2 separate regions of the Bombyx mori genome follow, and region 1 is linked to region 2. Evidence: chromatin contacts called from public Hi-C data. All regions are on one chromosome and are shown on one strand. Each heading gives the region's core, a stretch centred on a gene start, on an enhancer-like site or on the middle of the called end of the contact. The rest is flanking DNA. Distances are from core to core; before and after follow the strand shown. Region 1 holds the start of Tua1 (alpha-tubulin). Region 2 overlaps LOC101740445 (microtubule-associated serine/threonine-protein kinase 2).

Region 1 (4,271 bases), core at 471-2,970, 180 kb before region 2:
CTTGCCATGACGGGGGTCGCATTTCACCATCTGGTTGGCGGGCTCGAAGCATGCGTTTGTGATCTCGGCGACGGAAAGCTGTTCATGGTAGGCCTTCTCGGCAGAGATGACTGGCGCGTACGTGACCAGTGGGAAGTGGATACGGGGGTAAGGCACCAAGTTAGTCTGGAACTCGGTGAGGTCCACATTCAGAGCGCCGTCGAATCTCAAAGAAGCAGTGATCGAGGAGACAATCTGTCCGATGAGACGATTCAGGTTGGTGTAGGTTGGGCGCTCAATGTCGAGATTACGGCGGCAGATGTCATAGATGGCTTCATTGTCGACCATGAAAGCACAGTCAGAGTGCTCAAGGGTTGTGTGGGTGGTGAGGATAGAGTTGTAGGGCTCGACGACGGCAGTGGAAACCTGAGGCGCGGGGTAGATGGCGAACTCCAGTTTAGACTTCTTGCCGTAGTCAACGGAGAGACGCTCCATCAATAAGGAAGTGAACCCAGAGCCGGTACCTCCACCGAAGGAGTGGAAGATCAGGAATCCTTGCAGACCGGTACACTGGTCAGCGAGCTTGCGGATTCTGTCCAAAACCAAATCTACGATTTCCTTTCCAATGGTGTAGTGACCACGGGCATAGTTGTTGGCCGCATCTTCCTTACCAGTAATAAGTTGTTCTGGATGAAACAACTGTCTGTATGTGCCAGTGCGGACCTCATCTGTGTAAAAAAAAAATACATTTAATATTCCTTAATCTGGTTCAATTAAGCGAAATTTTTGGTCTAGTGCTCGTAATACTGACCAACAACAGTAGGTTCAAGATCGACGAAGACAGCACGGGGTACGTGCTTGCCAGCTCCGGTCTCGCTGAAGAAAGTGTTGAAAGAATCGTCTCCACCCCCGATGGTCTTGTCTGTGGGCATCTGGCCATCAGGCTGGATGCCGTGCTCCAGGCAGTAAAGCTCCCAGCAGGCATTACCGATCTGGACTCCGGCTTGGCCAACGTGTACAGAGATGCACTCACGCTGTGTAAATAAAAGAAAAAGATCAGATAATACATACTAATCAACGATAGCTATGGACTAGGTTTTTAATAAAATTATAATACATTTTTATTTATTGGCTCGATAAATTTACGGTGAAAGGTGAAATCACCACGTCACGCTTTCCGTGTTCAATAAGGCGGCATATTATCTAGAACATTTCATTTTCAACACAGATGATATCACCGGCTTCAAATGAGATCATCGACCATGTGTCCGTGACTAATATGCATTTATTAATAAAAATCGAAGTCTCAAAAGAAACATTTCAGCTAACATATTTAAATTCACTAAATTATTTTGTGGCTAACAAGATTCGAACGACCAAGGGCGTGGTAGCGGCACCTTGAACTAGACCACAAAAACGTCGGCAGACGGAATTTAATCGAAACAAAAAACGACTAAACTTACTAAGCCATTGGGATATTGAAACAAAAGAAGAATTAGGAGATTTTTCACAAACTCAATCTTTCGAACTTTAATTGACACTTATCGAACGTGGCCGTCATTACGTACACAAAATGGTGGCGTTACCGACCGGCACATGAAGCCATGAATTTAGTAAAATATATCGAAGTAAATTTAAAATTAAAGAAATGAAATAATTAAGCAACTCACCATTTTGATTTGAGTTTTTTTCTATGCTTAAATGTAGAATTAAATTATAATCAGTCGTCGTTCAGCGCGACCGGTTAAGTGGCTTGCCAAACGAATGTGAATGCGGCGAAAACCGTTACAACGGCTTATATAGGTTCGGCGTTCTGGGGAATGACGCTATCCGTGCTGTGTTATGATTGGCTGAAAAATTGCCGCACTGGAACCTCCACCAATAAGGTAAAAGCTGCATTATATCTCCATTGCTGGAATAATGTAGGTTGGTTGATGATTCACCGGCGACAATTTTATTTAAGTGTTGTACATTAAATTTCTGATCATCGACCGTCCCAAAAAAAATTTTTTAAATTTTCCTTTTTACTTTTTAAAAATTCCAACCAATCTTCTAACCCTTATTTATTGAGAATGATTATTTGAATATTAGTCTTAGTTACAGCCAGGCCGCTGTGTAGGCCTAAATATTGTTTTCAAACACTGTTCGCAGAAAGACAATTCAAAGTCAAAAGTCTTGTGATAATGCAGGATATTCATCCTAAGAAGCGGTCTGACAAAACCCTGAGTTTGTACAATTTAGAGGCAAAATGGTTAATTAATATTCGGTTTGTGAACCTTTTTTTTTGGGAAGGAAGAATTACATGTCGACCGAAGGTCTTTCTAGTTTCACCAAGACAGGTGGGTGAGCACGGGTTCAACCAGGAGGAGTGAGATTTGCTAACAGCTGCCCGAGCGCCCCCAAAAGAGACTAAACAGCTTAAGGGCAGCTACTTCACGAATACATCTATTACCAGATCGAATTCACGATCCAAAGATCCTGCGAGAAACTTAGATACTTAGAAACTTTTTATAGATGGGATCGCCTCATGGTCATTGAAATGAACCTTTACTGTACCATTTCTGCCTATTAATGCCTATTTATGCCATGTAGCAGTAATGCGTTTCGACTTGAAGGGTAGGGCCACTGTACTCTAAAAACTGAAACCTTAGAACTCATATCTCAAAGTAGGTGGCGGTATTTACGTTGTTGATGTCTATGGGCTTCATTAACTACTTAACATCAGGTGGGCCGTGAGCTTGTCCATCCAACTAAGAAAAAAAAAAACCTAAGCTTTCGAAATTTGAGTTTATTTATAATTTCATGGTTGATCCATAAAAGCTGAGACAACCGACCTGAAGCATTCGGTTCGTATAAACATTAAGATATCACCTAGTCGAGATTTTCGTCATGCTCGCGATTCACTTCTACAACCGCTACAACTGCGGCTAGAGAACACTGCAGCTCAATACAGTACTATTATTGGCAAACGAAAAAAGTTAATTTGAAATTCCATATTGAAAGCATTCTTAAAATAAGCAGACTTAGCTCAAAACTAATTATTTTCAGAATGATAAAATTTTAAACAAAAAGTAGACACAAATTACAATTAAACCGATAAATGTGCGGTTGCGATGCAGTGTCCCAACACTAAAAGCTTTACTCTGTGTGAGTGTCGACTGGGTTCCGCGGGGCCGGCGCGGTGGGGTTCCCACGCGACCACTGCCAGAAACCTTTTGTTCATGTGTGTGCAAAATCAATATGGAATTGAAAGTATGTTTTTTTCGAATACTACTCTTAATTTCGCCAAACTGTGAATTATTATTTAATTTTATAGTGAAATTAGATTAAACTGTATAGTTTTATGGTAGTAAAATTACGTTTTTGTATGTGAAATCATCCAATCGCGTCTAAACGCACACATTGAAAAATTTACTATACACAACACAATGGTACTTTAAACCAGGGCTGCTATGCATGCTAAGCATGGAAGGCACGGATCGCGTCTACTATTTGTGCAGTCAGTAAATGTTGGTAAATGTATTTAAAAATTGTGTAGCATCAACAAGGAAAATTAGATTTTTAGAAATACCTACTTATACTTTATAAAAGTCCGTTTTTAATCAAAAATACAAAAATAGGATGACAGTACCTATCCGCTGTAATTATTGTTTTCTTGACGATTAAATGCATTAGTTCTTTGGGATATGCCGTTAATTAGTATGATGTTAAGTGATTCAATAGACTGTTATTATAGAATAACACTCCAAACAGGCATATAATGTTAAGATTATTATACGCTCGTACTAGAATATTCGATCATCGCTACAGATCTATTACACAGTAATATATTTACACAACGTCTCTCATTATTTCTTGTTTCTTCTTTCAGACAGAAAGACAGAGTTCTTTATAAGTGTAAGAATGGTATTATTATTTTTTTGGTTTCTGAAATCTCTAGTTTGGACATCCCTGTTGTACACCATAGATGAGACCGTCACACGCGAAAAAACCTGTAATCTATAGAGAGAAAACGTCTGTTTAATTATTTAAAAAGCAAAGCCCTTAGCTCTGTTCGAGTTTCGAGTTATCATTTTTTGGTCCCCCAATTACATATATCCGAAGATCACTTCTCCTGCTCGTTTTTATTTTCAAGCGATTATCAGCCTGTTTATCTAATCAATCATTCTACTACTTAATTCGCTCTGAACTTCTAAATTATCTCTGTTCGAAGACTCCATTTTCTCCAGTTTGCGTGTAGTTGAAATAGCCATTTAGGCCACCAGCAAATAGGAAGGACAAAAAAGTATCTT
Region 2 (4,054 bases), core at 1,313-3,812:
TGAGTAATACCTGTCGGATACTGTTATCTATCTGCTATGACAGAAATAGATACCAGTAAGTGTTGGTATGACTAGTGTTAATATCACATGAGTCATGAGCCTTCTCATCCATACCATTATCAAATTTATCCGACCAGTCTATTATCGTATGAAATCCTTCAGCTCTAAATAAGATCCGGTAAAACAAATTAATAAAAATTATTATTTGGTTTAGATGACATAGTGTATAAACATTATTACTTGGTGTAGACGACATAGAGTATAAACGTTATTACTTGGTATAGATGACATGGTTTAAACATTATTACTTGCTGTAGATGACATAGAGTATAAACATTATTATTTGGTGTAGATGACATAAAGTATAAACATTATTACTTGGTGTAGATGACATAGAGTATAAACATTATTACTTGGTGTAGATGACATAGAGTATAAACATTATAACTTGGTGTAGATGACATAAAGTATAAACATTATTACTTGGTGTAGATGACATAGAGTGTAAACATTATTACTTGGTGTAGATGACATAGAGTATAAACATTATAACTTGGTGTAGATGACATAGAGTATAAACATTATTACTTGGTGTAGATGACATAAAGTATAAACATTATTACTTGCTGTAGATGACATAGAGTATAAACATTATTATTTGGTGTAGATGACATAAAGTTAAAACATTATTACTTGGTGTAGATGACATAGAGTATAAACATTATTACTTGGTGTAGATGACATAGAGTGGCCGTCGGAAGAAGACTTTCCGATTGCGGTGGAAGCCAGAGCCATCATCACGGAACTCCTCGCGCGCAACCCGAGGGACCGGCTCGGGACTGGCGGCACCCATCAAGTCAAGGTCAGTGCAGACTCTAGTCTGGTCTCGCATGAAGGGCACTTGAGTAGGAAGCACCAGACCTTATTATGAAATGTAGTGTAAAAGCACTATACTCTATTCTAATTACGAAGTTCCTTTTGACACTTCTTAGAACGTAACGTAACGCATTTCTTATTAATAAGCTTTTTCAATACGATCACACGTTGAAGATATTCTTTTTTTTAAGATGTTATGGCTTGGAATCGAAACCTTTAAGTCATGTCGTATATTTTCTTCTTAAATTCTATTGATTAATTAGTTGTTTGATTTGAAACGGCAATCAATTAGGATGTAATTCAATTAAACTAGTTGTGAAGAGATTAAATTAAGTCTTAGTAAACTGGTCGTTTTTTACTGAGACTTTGTTAGTGGACTTTTTGGAAGAAACCGAGCGTCCAGCGGTTTTGTTTCATATATTCACATTTGTGGGTAGTCATAGATTATACTCCGTACAACTAATAACGCACCGTAAACAAATACACAACAATGCACACTGTTTCGCTCCTCGCGTTTCCGTCAAAAAGTCAAGAGCTTCGTCGATAATCTATCTATCTTCTATCTATATATATAAAAATGAATTGCTGTTCGTTAGTCTCGCTAAAACTCGAGAACGGCTGGACCGATTTGGCTAATTTTGGTCTTGAATTATTTGTGGAGTTCCAGAGATGGTTTAAAAGGTAGATAAAAATATGAAAATGCTTGGAAATAAATAAAAATAACAATTTTGTTTTTCCTTTGATGTGTCCCCCGTCGGACGGATTCCTTTTGTTTGTTTTAAGTTTATTTTATACAAAAGCTTAGGTCTTTTATTTATCGATTGAGGCACTACAAAGTCTGCCGGGTCAGCTAGTTAACGAATAGAACTGCTTGCCCACGTGTGGGCGTGCACTAGTCCCCTGCCCCGGCGCCGCCCGCCTGTCCGCAGTGAGGTGACGCAGGTTTTTTCGACAGGACCACGTTTATTTCTACGGCCTGGACTGGAACAACCTGCTCAGGAGGAAGGCCGAGTTCATACCGCAGCTGGAGAACGACGAAGACACCAGCTACTTTGATAGTGAGTCAGTTTTGTTTGTTTGTATGTCAAATTTCTGTCGTGGTACCAGGGTTGTCGCCCACAACAGATTAAAATATGTAAATACGTGATTTTCATTTAAACACATCTAATAAAAGAGGTTTTTAAAAATCAACGAGTCTGTGTGTGTCACTGATAATGTCAAGGCCCATGAGCGATGCTGATTACTTTTTATTCTACAGGGTGGGTTGCACTATGTTTTTGAATATATGTGAACGAAATATACTTTTTATTTTATTGCTTAGATGGGTGTAGGAGCTCAGAGCCCACCTGGTGTTAAGTGGTTACCGGAGCCCATAGATATCTACAACGTAAATGCAGCCACCCACTTTGATATGAGTTCTATGGTCTCAGTATAGTTACAACAGCTGGTTCGCCCTTCAAACCGAACCGCATTACTGCTTCACGGCAGAAATAGGCAGGGCCGTGGTATCTACCCACGCGGACTCACAAGAGGTCCTACCTCCAGTGATCTCTCAAACATAAAAAAAGTTCCGAGTTTGGCACTGAGACGCGTGTGGTGCGCAGGTCGGTGCGAGAGGTACAACCACAGCGAGGTGGACACGGACGAGGCGGCCGACGCGCCCGACGACGGAGTGTTCGCCGCCTTCTCCAGCACCTCGCCGCAGTGGAGGAGGCACCATCACTCCTGCGCCGAGCACGACTCCCGGGTACATATCTTGGCGGACCTTGTGTCATTATTATAGGTCTGAGTAGGTAGATTGATTAAAGGTCGTTGACGTCAAACGTAAAAGATAATATGGATATGCCCCCAAAATACCGGAACTTCATATTTATTGTGATATCTGTTTCTGAATTTTGAAATTAGCATGAATCTGTGTTTAAGGTGAAAAAGGTATTAATAATATTAATCGACTCTACCAGTGCTAGCTAATGGTGAAAGAAATCAGTATTTTATTTTATACAAAAACACCTTTGAGTAGTTACACCGTATTTTGTCCCTTTTTGTTGAATTAGAAATGACGCTTGTCAGTATGAGACGAAACTTAGACAGGGCTTTTGGTTACTTTATCTCATAAATATAGAAATTGTATCCAACGAGGATTAATTTTTTTTTTTACCAATTTCGATAAATAATCTTTATGGATAAAATTGGATGTCCATATTATCTTGACGCGAGTAAATAATATCAATCTACCTACTCCGACCACTGGTCATTATACTTCATGTATTTTTAAGGAACTTCTCTCTTGTTTCTCCTTGGGTCAAGTCATGCAGTAAAAGGTAAATAAAACATTATTTTGCTTATAGAGCACGGACAGCTGGCCTGGCACACCGGACAGCGCCGGGCCGCCCACGACGCCCACAGCGCCTCTGCATCATCATCATCCGAAATGTCCTGTAAGTCCTATATCCACAGCCGGGAACTTCGGCATTATGTTTATTGGTGTAAATTAAAATTTTCACCGTCTGGCCTTTTTTTTGTCTTACCTAAGCTGATGGTCTTGAGAGACCATATTAGCATCACCGGGCGATTAGGTGAACTCACGGGGCTCAAACCTGACGTTGTTGTAAACACGAACGCTAGCAAGAGTCGTGCTTTTCAGAATCTACCACCGGATCGGAAACGCGACTTACTGAGAAGATCCGGCGAGAAACTCAGTGGGCTGTGTCTGTGGGTTGTTTTATCGGTCGGTCGTCTGGCCTTAAGTTTTTTTTTATTGCCCTTGTAGGCAGACGAGCATACGGGCCACCTGATGGTGAGTAGTTACTATCGTCCATGGGCTTCAGCAATGCCAGGGGCAGAGCCAAGCCGCTGCCGTATAATTAAGAGTCCTAGGTGTCCACCCCCCCGGTCTTGTTGTTGATGTTGCTCTGTGTGTCAGGTGGTGGGCAGCAGCCAGCAGGTGTCGGCGGAGTCGTCGCAGACGGACAGCGAGGACGTGTCGCCGGCCGCCCGCCGCCGCGCCCCGCCCCGCCTGCACCTGCCCTCCGCGCTCGCCCTCACCCCCCGACTGTTAGTACCCCGCCCCGCACAATCAGCATTCGCGGGCTCTCACCAGGATATTCACATCTCCGACGCTCCCGACTTGGAGGAAAACATGACATGGCTATAACAATATTTTGTATAAGCCGCGCCA

What was found. Hi-C and Micro-C count contacts between places; a contact is called where the count stands out from the background.
Region 1: a contact with region 2 is called in a Hi-C map of whole pupa, with 7 times the contacts expected there. The contact joins the promoter of Tua1 here to the enhancer-like site in region 2. A contact is called at or near these places in 2 of 7 Hi-C or Micro-C datasets (posterior silk gland and whole pupa).

Annotation. Positions count from the first base shown.
Region 1 is chr27:1,964,711-1,968,981 of ASM3026992v2, reverse strand. It overlaps Tua1 (alpha-tubulin), which reads right to left and starts at 1,720. Exons shown (of 3, transcript NM_001043419.1): 1 at 1,650-1,720; 2 at 791-1,013; 3 at 1-707. The coding sequence starts at 1,652. LOC101738114 (mucin-2) reads left to right here and starts at 3,112. Exons shown (of 14, transcript XM_021346225.3): 1 at 3,112-3,231.
Region 2 is chr27:1,782,744-1,786,797 of ASM3026992v2, reverse strand. It overlaps LOC101740445 (microtubule-associated serine/threonine-protein kinase 2), which reads left to right. Exons shown (of 38, transcript XM_021346221.3): 19 at 738-862; 20 at 1,832-1,934; 21 at 2,481-2,623; 22 at 3,225-3,314; 23 at 3,800-3,930. Among protein-coding and RNA genes, the nearest start is that of LOC134201521, 86 kb to the right of the region's middle. Within about 2 kb of position 2,562, at least 2 of the 8 cell types and tissues checked have open chromatin away from gene starts, as enhancers often do.